2 separate regions of the Sus scrofa genome follow, and region 2 is linked to region 1. Evidence: chromatin contacts called from public HiChIP or PLAC-seq data. All regions are on one chromosome and are shown on one strand. Each heading gives the region's core, a stretch centred on a gene start, on an enhancer-like site or on the middle of the called end of the contact. The rest is flanking DNA. Distances are from core to core; before and after follow the strand shown.

Region 1 (7,410 bases), core at 1,261-3,760:
CTTCTCTCCCTTTTAATCTTGCACGAGCAACGATTTTCTAAGCTTCAGAGTCCTCACCTGTGAAATGGTTATTATGACACTGGCTGCCACACCCACCTCAAAGGATCACTACTGAGATTCACCTGCAGTAAGACATATCAAAAAGTTTTTAAACAGCAAAGAACTATATAAATGTTGGCCGCCACCTTAGGTGGGGCACTGTTATAGGCAGGAAAAAATGGACGCAAATGGGGTGAAAAGAAGGTCCTTTCATCTGAAAAAGAAGGACCACGAACGCAGCGAGGACTAATTTTAAGCTACTGGCTAATATGTTCACTGAAGCGAAATGACGCGAATCGGAATAATGACTTAGAAGTGGATTCTCAGGTCAGCACATCCACTTTGCACGGACAGCAGAAGAAGGAAAATAAGAAAGATTAAGAGTGGGTGTCCAGCTGTCAGCTCACCAAAATAACTGATGAAGTTCCATTTGAGAGAGAGGACGGAGTTAGTGACGACAGGCAGCATGTACAGAATACAGTTGCATAAGATGAACTAAGTTAAGGTGTTAATTACCAAGCACGGAACTGTCAGGTTATCCACAATCACATACTCCAGTTCTATATAGGGCGTGTGATTCCTACAGAAGCTTTAGCGGAAAAAAAAGCTATTCCAAAAACGTCAAACAAATGTAAGTGACCCTGCAGGTCAGCGCTCCGTAGAGGAATAAAGTAAGGCTTCCTTCCTTGAGGATGGGGTGCTCGGGGAGCTACAGCGCGACGAACGCAGAACCTGTAAATCACTGCAAACCAGAAAACCAGAAAACCAGGTGTGGTTTCAGACCCTTCGGCCCTCCGCCCTCCCCAGCACGGGATGCGCTCTCAGAGACGGCAGAACGACTCGCACAGAAAGCAGGACTCGAGAGCGCAGCAGACCCCCGGCCAAAGCACCGGTAACCATGACGACCCGCGGAGCGGGAGGGAAATACAAACACCCGACTGCGGCGGGCGCCGGTCCTGCGAGGTCGGGAACAGCCGGCCGCCGAGCGGCGGCGGCGAGAAGCGGGCTCGCAGCACCCGCGCTGCGCTCACCTGGTGCAGGGCTGTCAGGCCGTCGACATTGGCCGTGTCCACGTCGGCGCCCCGGGCCAGGAGCCGCCTCACCTCGTCGGTGTCTCCGCTGGAGCAGGCAGCCAGGAACACGGCGCCGTCCTCGAAGCGGACCCGCGGGCCCGCGCGCCGACTCTGCGGCTGCCGCCCCGCGCCCGGCCGGTCGGTGGGCTCCTGCTCCGTCAGCGAACCCCGCCAGCGCCGCAGCTGCTCGGCCCGCCGCGCCCGCGCCGACTCGGCCCGCTTCCCGCCCAAGTGCTCCAGCTCTGCCATAACGCCGCTGCTCCGAGCCGCCCCGCCGCCGCCTCCGAGCGCTTCAGCCGGGAGAGGAGGGCGGAGACCCACGCGCAGCCATCTTTACTGCTCCGCCGCCGCGCCGCCCGCGCCGCCCGCACGCCCCGCGGCCTCAGCACGCAGTTGCAGCGGCGCCCCGGAGCATCACGGGACTTGTAGTAGGAGAGCCGCGCGTCCCCCACGCCCGGGCGCGCCCGCGCCTGACGGGAACTACAAGTCCCTGGACGGACCGCGAGAGAGGCGCGGTCCGGGAGCTCCCTACTTGGCCGCAGACCTGCGAGGTCACCTCCGCCCCAAGCGGGAGCTGTCCCTGGCCGGAGTCAGCCTCTGTGGGCGTGTTAAGAGTCGTGGTTCATTCTCTTTGCGACTACCAGCTAATTTTGGCTCCCTAATTAACACGTCAATCTTTTGGAGTGGAAAAGGGGTCAGTTGTTATCCCTACTTTCTGTTGCAGAAAACTGGACGGGAAGTACCCAAAACTTTCAAAACTGTGTCCTGGTTCTGAATCCAGAGTTTTATTAACTTAGAGGGCATGAACACGTAGCCCTGAAAAGCCCCTGGGAAGGATGCACGCAGGTACAGCGGAAAGAGCATTCAAATTCAGTTCTCCATACAGAAGTTCTCTGAGCCTGTTTCCTTGATTGTAAAAAGGGGGTAATGTCACCTCACAGGATGGTCCTGTGGCTCGAATAAGACGATATATGCAAGGATACCTAGTGCTATCCCTGGCTTCTATCAGCTCATAATAAATACTAATTTCCCTTCTTTCTCTCTCCTCCTCTTCTCCAGTTTTCGTGGATCTTAAATTATTGGGAGACAGAATGGATGTCATGTGTCTTAAATTATTGGGAGACAGAATGGATGTCATGTGTTCCATGATTTTTTTACCCAAAGCTACAAAAAACGTATACAGAGCAAACACAATACTGCAAGTCAACTATAGTTCAATTAAAAAAAAAAATACTATAGAGCATACAAAACTCCTAAAGCAGCAAGTAGGCCATTTTCATGTTCAAAGAGAGCTTGGTTATAAAACCTGTTAAATAGACTTAGCATTATTACAACATTGTAAATCAACTATACTTCCATAAAGCTTTACAGAAAGTTGACTTAGTAACTATATCCCTCCAGGCTTTAGCCCTGGACAAAACATAAATAATTTTTTTTCCATAATGAAAGAGATCATATACAATTATTAGGTTCTTTAAACTTTCAGTTTTTCACTAAAAAAAATGTTGCAAGGAGTTCACATTTTGACTCAGCAGAAACAAACCCGACCAGTATCCATGAAGATGTGGGTTCAATCCCTGGCATCACTCAGTGGGTTGAGGATCCTGCGTTGCTGTGGCTCTGGTGCAGGCCCGCGGCTACAGTTCGGATTAGACCCCTCCTAGTCTGGGAACCTCCATGTGCTGTTGTGTGGCCCTAGAAAAGGCAAAAAGACAAAAAAAAAAAAAGATTAGGTCATTGTGAAGGGAAACTTTATTATATTCTATCATGTGAACATTTGTCTGTGCTTCACTTTTTCCTGAGATGAGCTGAGAAGCAAATGAAAAGGGACACTTAGATATAAAATATGCTTAGTAATACTCTATCTAAATATGCTTAATTTGGAGTTTCCGTCGTGGTTCAGTGGTTAACGAATCTGACTAGGAACCATGAGGTTGCAGGTTCGATCCCTGCCCTTGCTCAGTGGGTTAACGATCCGGCGTTGCCGTGAGCTGTGGTGTAGGTCGCAGATGTGGCTGGGATCCTGAGTTGCTATGGCTCTGGCATAGGCTAGCAGCTACAGCTCCGATTAGACCCCTAGCTTGGGAAACTCCATATGCCACGGGAGCAGCCCAAGAAATGGCAAAAAGACAAAAATAAATAAATATGCTTAATTAGGTATCCTTAAATTCTTCATAAATGCTAATTAAGTTATTAGCATCTTGGTGAACTGTGAATAACAATGTATATAAAAATAAAAGATGTAATACTGTATACTTTATATAGCCATGTGTTCCTTGCATTAATTTAGTTACCACAGAACTTGTTATACTTCATCATCTACTGGAAATCTGTATGAGAGGTGTTCCCATCATGGCTCAGTGGTATCAAACCCGATTAACATCCATGAGGACAAAGGTTCCATCCACTCAGTGGTTTAAGGATCCAGTATTACCATGAGCTGTGTTGTAGGTCACAGACGTGGCTCGGATCCTGCAATGCTGTGGCTGTGGCATAGGCTGGCAGCTACAGCTCTGCTTTGACCCCTAGCCTGGGAACTTCCATATGCTGCGGGTGTGGCCCTAAAAAGGCAAAAAACAAAACAAAAACAAAAAACAAACCCAAAACACTGGTTCTTGATAATAAAATTACAAAAAAATAAAATTCTGTATGAGATTGACTTTGTAGCTTGTCAACGTGGAAACTCTTATTTCAACTCAGCCTCTTGCTGATAATTAAAATTGCCCACAAGCTCTCAAATAGAACTGTCCCTATAGGATAAAAGAAATATTGATATTAAACTAGATAGGAACCTAACCCTCTTCAGGAAACCATTATTAGCTTAAACTCTGCCAGTCTAGAAAATCAAAAAGCAAGAGAAGGGCAAGGTTTCAGCATCATGCAAATTGCAGAAACCTCAGGAAGCACATCTCTGACAGCAATCCACATGCACCATCTTAATATTATGATGCTGGTACATGACAGTTTCTCAAAAAAAAAAAAAAAAGAAAGAAAGAAAGTATGTAGAATTGGACCACATGTTTTACTTACTGATTTTCTAATAAGCATTTTTTAGCTTGGGTAAAAATTTCATGAATTAATAATGTTACTTTTTTTTTGGTCTTTTTAGGGCTGCACCTGTGGCATATGGAAGTTCCCAGGCTATGGGTCAAAGCAGAGCTGTAGCTGCCGGCCTACCCCACAGCCACAGCAACGAAGGATCCAAGCCTCATCTGCGACCTCCACCCCAGCTCAGGCAAAACCAGGTCCTCGATCCACTGAGTGAAGCCAGGGATCAAACCCATGTCCTCAAGGATACTAGTCAGGTTCCTTACTGATGAGCCACAAGGGGAACACCAATAATGTTACATTTCTCTCAGCTGTATTCTTTTCACATTCAGTATCAGGAAAGAATAAATATCTGCCTTCCCTTGTGTAAGTAAGCTAAAATTAGCCAAGTCTAAGTTAAATCTTTACTATCCCAAGAGGTATGAACTTGAATTTCAATAGGAAAAATTCAGTCTCAATACTGGGAAGTTCCAGTGAGCACTGGAACTATCTATTTTACTGTATCTATTTTACTTGTGTTTTTCCTGAGGTAGTAAGAATGTGTTACACTCTCTGGAGATTTTAAAGAAAAATGTAAGTAGCTAAATTCCATGGATAATTAAAAGGCATGTATCTTCCAGCTATGTGATTACAGAAAGCAGTGATAATTATTATAATCTAAATAATTTAACTAGCTCAGCCCCCCACAAAAGGCCACAAGAAATAAAACATAATCAATCTGGGCATGATGACTTGAAAGTTTTTTGCAATTAAAATCATCTAAGTTCTTTTTCTGAAACATCTTCCCCCAACCAGGGCTGAGTATAAACTTATACAATAAACTTATATGATTGTTTACTATCAGTAAACAAACATGATAGTTTGGATTTCCTAAATATTCTAAAGAAAATAATATTTTATGTACCAGTGGATAAATCCCGACAATCCTGTGTATTAAAAAAAAAAAAAAACAACAGGAGTTCCTGTTGTGGCACAGTGGAAATGAATCTGGCTAGTATCCATGAGGACATGGGTTTGATCCCTGCCTTCATTCAGTGGGTTAAGGATCTGGTGTTTCCATGAGCTGTGGTGTAAGTCAAAGATGTGGCTTGGATCCTGAGTGGCTGTGGCTGGCAGCTGCGTCTCCTATTCAACCCCTAGCTGGGAACTTCCATATGGTGGGGGTGTGGCCCTAAAAAGCAAAAAAAAAAAAAAAAAGGAAATCCCCCCCCACAATTTTTGTACTTTTTCCCCGTTTTTGGCCACCCCATGGCATATGGAGTTCTCAGGCCAGGTATCAGATGCAACCTACACTGCTTCCTTTAGCCCACTGTGCCAGGCCGAGATCAAACCTGCTTCCTGGTGCTGCAGATACACTGCCAATCCCATTGTGCCACAGTGGGAACTCCACCTTTGTCCTTATTCTTTTTAGTTTTATTAAGATGTAATTGACATAACAGCACTATGTTTAAGGTATGCAGCATAATGATTTGACTTACATACATCATGAGATGCTTACTACAAAGGTGTGGTCAACATCCATCATCTCATATAGATACAAAATAAAAGAAAAAAATATTTTGTGATGAGAACTCCTAGGATTTACCCTCTTTCTTACAGAACATACAGCATCATATTGGTCATAACATCCCTAGTACTTATCTTATAGCTGGAAGTTTGTCCCTCCTGACCATTCACCCAATTCCCTTGCCTCTGCTAACCACAAATCTGATCTCTTTTTCTATAAGTTTGTTCGTTGAAGCATGTTAACCTACGAACTTTGTTAGTTCCCGCTGCCCAACATAGTGATTTGGTGTTTTTATACATTACAAAACGATTGCTGTAATTTTTGTACTTTGAAATGTGCTAAGTGACCCAGCTAGAATGCACATACATTCTTGCATAAAGTGAGGAAACTTTTATTAAATAATACTTTCCCGTACACTTCAAAAATAAACTACAAATCAGAATACTCTGGTTTTTAAAGCAATGACACTGGTACACACAGGTTATGAAAATCAGCGTGGCCTCTGTTCTCACCAGTTAACATACCTCCCTCTGGTGGACACATGGAAGCTGTACATTTACCCCCTAGAATTCTTTTTCTTTTACTTTTCTTCCTTCCTTCTTTCCTTCCTTCCTTCTCCCTCCCTCCCTCCTTCCTTCCTTTTATCCAATTCTTTCTGTTGCCAAAACTACAGGTATTGACTTGTTTTATCATATCATCTCTCCTTTCCACCAGACTCAACATAGCTCCTGGTTTTTCTAAAAGATATTTTAGAGACTTGATTTTCAGGGAGTTCCCACTGTGGCACAGTTGGCTTAATGACCCGGGTTGTCTCTGTGGAGGCTCAGGTTTGATTCCTGGCCCAGCGCAGTGCGTTGAGGATCCCGAGTTGCTGCGGCCGTGGTGTGGGTCACAAGCTCCAGCTCACATTTGATCCCTGGCCTGAGAATTCCAAATGCCGCTGGTGAGGACGAAAAAGAATAAAAGACTCGATTTTCAGAAAACCACCCAAGAAAACAATCAATTTCAGCTCGGAGGACAGAACTGTAACTGTAATAAAATTATAATACAACCACAGTTACAATCGGGGTGGAAACAGTGAAGGGATTACGACAGAAAACACCTCCCTACAATGAGGCAACGCTAACAGTAAAGGGAAAACCCCAACAGCTAACGGGAGACTAGATTGGACAGCACCGGGTAGTACCGTGGACGGTCTCGGGGGTGGGGGGCCGTGGGTCTCCGGCGGAGAGAGGGCGGCCGCAAGGAACCAGGGGGCTACTTAACACCGATTTGGGCGGAACGCAGAAATTTCGGCAGCTGTCAGAGCAGCGGTCAAACTGCACTGGCTCGCACGTTTAGGAAGACTGGCAGCTCTCCCGCAGCCGGAGCAGGAAGCGAAGGCGGGTGTGGTCTCCAGCCCGCCGTGGCGTCCGAGCACCGCGCAAGGTCCCCGCGCCCAGAGTCGGAACCCGGCCCGGAATCCCCGCGCTTCTCGGGCTCCGGGGAATCCCCAGAGCGCCGTCCGCGGGTCTGACCCTACGGCGAGGAACCTCGCTTGCAGTTCCTTCTCCTGACCAGTTACTCCCACGGAGCTTCTGGAAGCGATGTGCAATCCTTACCCCTGCGACCCACTGAACCCGACTGGAAACCGCAGCCACCGCCCCGCGCTCTGGTTCAAAACGGGTGGGCGGACGCCGCTCGGAGGCCGGCCAATCGGAGGCCGCACTCCTCCCCGGGCGGCGCTCCGGACCAATCACAACC
Region 2 (7,410 bases), core at 2,114-4,613, 37 kb before region 1:
ACAGAGTAAAAAGGATGCCCGCCCTATAAAGGTCACCGTTGTCAAGGCTCAGGTGGTTCCCAAACAATCCCATAACTCAGAAATCAGAAACAAAGGCGATTCCTCTTTTTAAAACTTGTCTCTTAATCCCTTCCTTTCCAAAAGTTAAAACTTTAGCTGAGAAACTTATCTGGGTCCAAGTGATTTTTGTAACAACAGTAAGTTCTCACCGCGTTGAGGTCTGCACTGACGATGCAAAGCCAGGGCGGGCTAACTCCCAGGCTCCAGGGAGTCCCCAGGGGTGCCGGCACCCACTGAGCTCTGCCAGCCATGGACTTGCAGGTGATACGACAACCAAAAAGGCCAGTTGCACTGCAGAGTGACCTTGATGAAGCTGTAAACCTTATTTGTTGTATTGAACCTCAATCCCTTCTGAGTAACCTGTATGATGAAACAGCAGGCACACACAAAAGCACTTCGCATACCAAAGCACAGCCAGTGTCTCAAAGCAGAAAGCACCAGTGCATCTGAGTGGCGAGATGAATGAGAAGTTTTTTGCATGGAATGCTATTTTTACTCAAAAGAACTGGCAGCTAAATTATGACTGGTTAAGACCCAAACATGAACAAGGTAAGCCTGTCACCTCAGAGAAAGAAAACTAGTATTTGTTGCCAATGATAAAATGTGACCATCCAAGTATAATCAGAATTTTGGGAAACAAAATTTGTTTCCTAAATGAGCTTGATGGCTACCATGAACTTGACGGCTTCCTAATACTCAGTTTTCTGATGTGATCAATGGGATTATCAGTAAATGTGATTTTTCGACATTGTATCCTGACATGTACTAGCACCTGGAAGATCTGCATGACTCAGTGCAACAGGCGGCCGGCCCCACATACATTTCCTCTATGATGTTTTCTTAGGTTTATCAACTTTTACAAGTGTTCCCCCCCCCTTTTTTTTTTTTGTGCTTTTTAGGGCTGCATCCACTGTAAATAGAAGTTCCCAGGTTAGGGGTTAAATTGAAGCTACAGCTTCCGGCCTACACCACAGCCACAGCAACACAGGATCCGAGCTGCTTCTGCGACCTACACCACAGCTTGGGGCAAAACCAGATCGCTGACCCACTGAACAGGGACAGGGATCAAACCTGTGTCCTCATGGATACTAGTTGGATTCATTTCTGCTGCGCCACAGTGGGAACTTCCAAGCTTTCCCCATTTAAACTTCTTTATCACGTAAAATATTCATTCCTATTCAGAATATTATAAACTATTTCATAATTATGACTATCACTAAATTCCTAATATAGTGCATGTCTGTCAGTCTGCAATCCTATAGGGCAAGATTTAGCCAAGCCCCTGAAGAGGACCTAACTAAAAACTGTTAATAAAGACTTTAAATCCAGGAGTTCCCGTCGTGGTGCAGTGGTTAACAAATCCAACTAAGAACCATGAGGTTGCGGGTTCGATCCCTGCCCTTGCTCAGTGGGTTAACCATCCGGCGTTGCCGTGAGCTGTGGTGTAGGTCGCAGATGTGGCTCGGATCCCAAGAAATGGCAAAAAAGACAAAAAAAAAAAAAAAAAAAAAAAAAAGACTTTAAATCCATTGTTGGATCAGCAGGTTAAGAATCCGACTAGTATTCATGAGGATTCGGGTTTGATCCCTGGCCTTGCTCAGCTCAGTGGGTTAAGGATCCAGCGTTGCCACAAGCTGTGACATAGGTCGCAGATATAGCTCGGATCCAGTGTTGCTGTGAGCTGTGGTGTAGGCTGGTGGCTGCAGCTCCAATTTGACCCCTGGCCTGGGAACTTTCGTATGCTGCACATGCAAGTTCAAAATAAAAGAACAAAAACAAAAACTTTAAGTGTTTAAAGGAAAGGATGGAAGGGGTACTTCTTCAAAAAAGCACTTCAGTCCAAGGAGAAGAAAGTGATGATGAATTCCTATGTCAAGGTCAAATGTGCTGTCTTAACTTGTGGTAAGTGGCTGGGCCAAGTGCTTCTTGCTTGACTGCAAAATGTCTTTGGCTCTCAAAGAAGAACAGCCTGAACACTTAGCCAATGGCACACCACTGCCAGGCAGAATTTTGGAAGCCAATGTTTGCAAGATCATTCTCTGCCCTTTGAAGATGACAACAGCCAAAGTCCGGAGGCTCAAATGAGCCCAGCTAGTCCAGGTACCAAACAGAAGAAACCCTATCTTTTCTCCTTCCTTCCCTCATATTTCTCTCCCTTCCTTTTCTTGATCTCCTTGACCCCATCATAACTTTAGTTCTCTTCCTTTTCAGGTTCATGATCATTTCTATCTATAAGTCTCGAATCCTGGATATAGTATATATTTTTTTATTTTTATGGCTACGCCTGTGGCATATGGAAGTTCTGGGGCCAGGGACTGAATCTGAGCCACAGTTGCAACTCTAAGCCACAGCTGCAGGAAGGCCAGATCCTTTAACCCACTGCGCCTGGCTGGGGATCAAAGTCACACCTCCACAGTGACCCCAACTCCTCCTTCTAACTCAGTGCACCAGTGCACCATGGCGGGAACTCCCTTGATATAGATTTTATAAGAATGACAACGTGAGGATGTGAGACAAAACAACAAAAGCTGGCCTAATCAGCACTGTGATTTCAGAGCACCCATCTCCAAAGCCGTCAGAGAAGACAAGGCAGGACAGGTGTGGGATGAGCCCCCAAGCCCTCCACAAAGCACAGGACAGCAGTGGTGAGGAGCTCCAGCTCTGGAGGTGGGCAGACCCGAGCTCAGCAGCAGCCCTGCCAGTGCGTGCAGGCCTGAGCGAGGGCAGACTGAGCCCCGGGCATTCATCTGAGCAGGACTTTGTGGGGATTCAAGGAGGTAAACCCTGCCGCTGCTGTTAAGACTGTGGTTTAACAAAGGGCCACAACTTCCCCAGGAAAAAGCGTAAACTCTGCTCTCTCCTCACTGACCACTGCCTCCCAGCTCCAGCACCTTCTGGGAGGAAGGCAGCTTGGTTAAAATGTCCTTGAACTAGTAAGGCTCTGAGCTTGTCTGTGAAGTCTGACTGGGGAAGATTCCCTCTCTGACATCCAGGACTCTGCAGGTTGCTGAGTTGGAGGGTGGGTGATCACAGGGGTGTGCACGCCGTCCCTGGCAGCCCCACTGACAAGGCAGCAGGGCACACTCATGCACCATCCAGGAGTGACCGTTCTCTCTTCTTTGGCTTTTTCCTCCAGAAGGAACAGGACTAAAGCCATGGAGGAGAGACGCAAGTCCCTGAAAAGCCTCTCAACTCAGTAATGACTAAATTTAGATGCCCTTCCGCCCGCCGGGCAGCAGCTGTGCCGCTGACTCCCTCGGGCCGCATCGCGCAGAGGAGCAGCCTCGCCACCCACAGAGTGGTGTGGCCGCGCCCCTGCACAGGCAGTACTGGGCCTTCCAGAGATGCCGTTTCCTTCTCTCCAGCAAGCAAAGAAGGCTAGTAGGTTTCTGATGTCACTCGGGACAGCAGGGGGGAAATGCTTCTTTGCATTTAATCCTATTCCTTCTGTCTCGGCTTATGTCCATTTCTTTCTATTTTGTTTCCCCAAAGACACATGGAATATTACTCAAGTAACAACTTGCTCTAAGCTCCTTAAGAAACGAGAATTATTGATTTCTTAGTCCAGAGAGCTATTAGAAAAAATGCCAGATAATAATCTAAAGCTTCCTAAAATCAGCACGTCACATTTCCCCGGCAATGACAAGCTACCTCCAAGGGAAAGTCCTTGATTTTGCCAATAAAATGGGATTGAGCACTATGATCTCGCTACTGCACCTAATACAAAGCAAAGGCAGCTGACGGCTCATCAGTGCCAGAGCTAAATCTGGGCATGCAGAGGAGGCCTTACAAAACAAAGCCTCAACCGTTCCCAAAATAGCCTGTGACTGTCACCGCCACCAAGTGCTGCTGCTCCCAGCACTACCTTGCTGCTGTGTCTCAGAACACTGCCGAGACCACCTGCCCTGGCCCAGGACGGTGTCCCCCACAGAGCCGAGTCTGATCCAGCACAGGTGACACCTCCTCATCTGGATCTCCCGCCCCCCCCCCTCCGCCCCCCGTCTTGATCTCAACAAGTCAAGCTGACACAGGGCTGGGAGATGGTGATGTCGGGCACACATCCCCATTCTGACCTTTCACTGTTTGTCCTCTATGCTCCCAAACTTGTATCAATGACAAGTGTCCCTAAAAGAGACAGGCAGGCAGGGAGGGGGAGACTGAAAAGAGAGAAGAGGAGGCAGAGGCCCAACTGAGGCGGCCACAGGGAAGACGGCAGTCACCAGGAGCTGGATGAGGCAAAGAAGAGCTTTCCCGCTCAGCACCATGGCTTCAGACTTCTCATCTCCAGAGCTGTGTGATAAGAGATTTCTGCTGTTTTATGCCACCAAGTTTATGGTGCTTTGTCACAGAAGGTGCAGGAGACAAATCCAACTGGCACAGAGTAGGAAGTCAGAACCTAGCGGGTCTGCCCATCCTTACTCCTCGGTACTAACAAACTCACAGCAGGAGTCCCCTCCTCTTTGCTGGATGAAAAGTGGTCAGAAAATTAACGGTACCACTTCTTAGGCTACAACTACATTTAACAGAAGGTTTTGGAAGGTTTTTAACTCAATCTTCAGCCAAAGAGCCAATGCCCTGAAAGACCGGCCCGTGTTCTTGCCCTAGGTATGCTGCTGAAGGGTTTCTGGCTGAGGACTGAGCTGAAGCTCAGGGGCAGCACTGAATGACAACATCACCAAACAAAGTCCCCTTGTTCCAAGAAGGCAGCCTCGTCACAAGACAGGGATTTATACCAGTAAATTCCAGGTGATAAAGGAGTCAGTACACTGGGAAACCTCGACCGGCAGCAGACCAGCATGATGAAAGGGCGTTAACATGCTGTAGATCAGAGCCCTGGGCCTGCGCTTGAGTCAGACCTTCCATCCCGACTGTGATGCCGTGTGACCACTGTTTCAGGAAGAAACATGCCAGCAGCCTGCCGGCTCCAGCACGACAGGTGACTCCAGCCGCTGCCAGCCCTGCATCAAAGCCTCACAGCCCCACGGCACAGTTTGGCTTCCAGAGGGTCGGAGCTATATCTGATAATGTACTCAGTGGTCAGGCCGGCTCTGGACACAGACCTACAGCCTTTCAGGGGAAGGAGCCAAGACAGACAGTAGAACTGAAGAACTTTCCATGGAGTGTCACACTGACTAAGATCTTGCTCTCAATAAACTAGTGTATTACCCCCAAGACTGTAAATGTGTATAATTTGGAATCAGAGAAATCTTCCTTCATTTATGAGCAAGTATCATACCGCCTACGGGTCGACGGTATTTAGATTTCAAAACTTTGCTTATTCTGGGTCCTAATATGACCTCCTCCAAGTGCCTCAAACCCTCACCTTCAAATAACACTCCCCAACCTTCCCCATGCACTTAATGAAGACAAGCCCACTCAACAGTCTTAACAATTATTACCTTGGCAACTTCTGTACTATAAACACTGTGTACATCTGATCTAACTCTTGTCATTAAGTCAGGTCTTAGAAAAGTCAAGAGGAAAGAAAATGAAGAAAGGGACCAGAAAAAAAGCTGCATCTTCTCAAAGCCTATGCTTATTCTCCAATTCAAGTTACATAGTTCCAATCTCCAAATCTCTACTCTGTCACTTGTTGATAATCCTAATACTGCAGAAGAATAAGTAAGGCCTAACGATTGCGGTAAATCCCTAGCATGAGTTTCTCTCAGATCTAAAGAGTGTACTTGATGAGTCAGCCTCACACTTGTAGAGAACTAAGAAAGCCCTTATGAGGGTCTCCTCTTCCAAATTCTGCAGTAAGGGCTGAGGCATACCCAGTAATGACTGACACACCTGACCTAAAGAAGGGCCCTGGGAAAAGCACACTAACGAAGCTGTAGGAGAAGGAAAGAATGTGGCAGCTGGAGCGGCAAGCAGGGGGACTTCCCATTTTACAGATGCACAAACTAGGCCCAGAAACTTGAAAGGAATTATTTAAAGTCACATATTCAGTTGTAGAACCACCTGTTTTCTACCTACCAATTTAGAGGTATCCAAAACACCATTCACAGTCCAAGATACCCCTTGGGCCATGGAACATTTTTAACACCTGATACTATCTTCTTAAAAATAACTTTGCTGGAGTTCCCGTCGTGGCTTAGTGGTTAACGAATCCAACTAGGAACCATGAGGTTGCAGGTTCAACCCCTGGCCTTACTCAGTGGGTTAAGGATCTGGCGTTGCCTTGAGCTGTGGTGTAGGTTGCAGACGTGGCTCAGACCCTGTGTTGCTGTGGCTGTGGTGTAGGCCGGCAGCTACAGCTCCAATTAGACCCCTAGCCTGGGAACCTCCATATGTCGAGGGAGTGGCCCTACAAAAGGCAAAAAGACAAAAAACAAAAACAAAAAAATAAAAAACTTTGCTTTAGCATCCATAGGGCAAACTGATATTAGTCTAGCTCTCCAATAATTTCATGAGGAATGTGGCCAATTGGTTGATGTGAGTTGGTCACTCCTAACTAGACTAAGTGCAAAACTCAAAGATCCCATTAAAGGGCTTTGGATACCATGCTGTTGATCAGCCGGAGTCTAGATTGGAAACCTCCCTCATACCGTGGCTACCTGTCCTAACCTCGGCCCCCTGAGGCCTACGCTGCAGCCGACTGGTGTGGAGAGTAAACTGCCACGCCAGGGAGCGGGATTTCTCTACCACCCTCCAGATTGCTCCATGCCCAGAAATGAACGTTTCATCAGCAGCAGGAGTGCAGTTTGAAAGCAACGGTGCGGACAGCACCTCACAGTTGTCCGGAGAGCCTCAGAAAGAGAAGCTGGGGAAGGAGGAAAGGCGACGGAGAAACTGCAGCAAGATCAGATTCTCAGAAAGAGTAAACCAGTACAGCAAATTTCACCCCTAAGACAATAAACAAGTTGTTCTCGTTCAGGCATACCTCATCAAGAGTTCGGCTCAGGCAAAGCTCCTAACACATGGTCCCTGTCACTGTCCTGCCTCCCCACGTGCAGAGTCCTTGACTGAGCAGGGGCTGACAGGGTAAAGGCACAACTCTCCTGGTCAGGGTGCGGGCGCAGACGGTGGACAAGACTCCTGGTCAGGATGCAGGGTGCGGAGTGTGGACAAGCCTCCCCGGCAGGGTGATGGGGTGCAGACTGTGGGACAAGCTGCCTGGGCCCTGGGCCCACCCCCAGGACTACCAAGCACAGCTCTGGGTTCTGGGCGTCCACTCCCTTTTCTGTAGAATTACCAGCCATCATGGTACCTAAGCCACAGGTGACAAAGGAGCTCAGGCACATAAAAACACTTAGTGCTCGGAGTTCCCGCCATGGCTCAGTGGTTAACGAATCTGACTAGGAACCATGAGGTTGCGGGTTTGATCCCTGGCCTTGCTCAGTGGGT

What was found. HiChIP or PLAC-seq counts read pairs in DNA pulled down with a chosen protein or histone mark.
Region 2: an H3K27ac HiChIP or PLAC-seq map of skeletal muscle shows a contact between it and region 1. The contact joins the enhancer-like site here to the promoter of PPP1R12B in region 1. A contact is called at or near these places in 2 of 5 promoter capture datasets (fetal skeletal muscle and skeletal muscle), 9 of 47 Hi-C or Micro-C datasets (brain, embryonic fibroblasts, fetal heart ventricle and 3 more) and 2 of 2 datasets of contacts at active chromatin or transcription factors (alveolar macrophages and skeletal muscle).

Annotation. Positions count from the first base shown.
Region 1 is chr10:24,459,103-24,466,512 of Sscrofa11.1, reverse strand. It overlaps PPP1R12B (protein phosphatase 1 regulatory subunit 12B), which reads right to left and starts at 2,510. Exons shown (of 25, transcript XM_021064548.1): 1 at 1,071-2,510. The coding sequence starts at 1,361.
Region 2 is chr10:24,496,779-24,504,188 of Sscrofa11.1, reverse strand. All of the region lies in intron 1 of PPP1R12B (protein phosphatase 1 regulatory subunit 12B), which reads right to left. Among named protein-coding and RNA genes, the nearest start is that of PPP1R12B, 36 kb to the right of the region's middle. Within about 2 kb of position 3,363, at least 11 of the 83 cell types and tissues checked have an H3K27ac peak or open chromatin away from gene starts, as enhancers often do. A contact at or near this core is called in alveolar macrophages, fetal skeletal muscle and skeletal muscle, where this site is marked.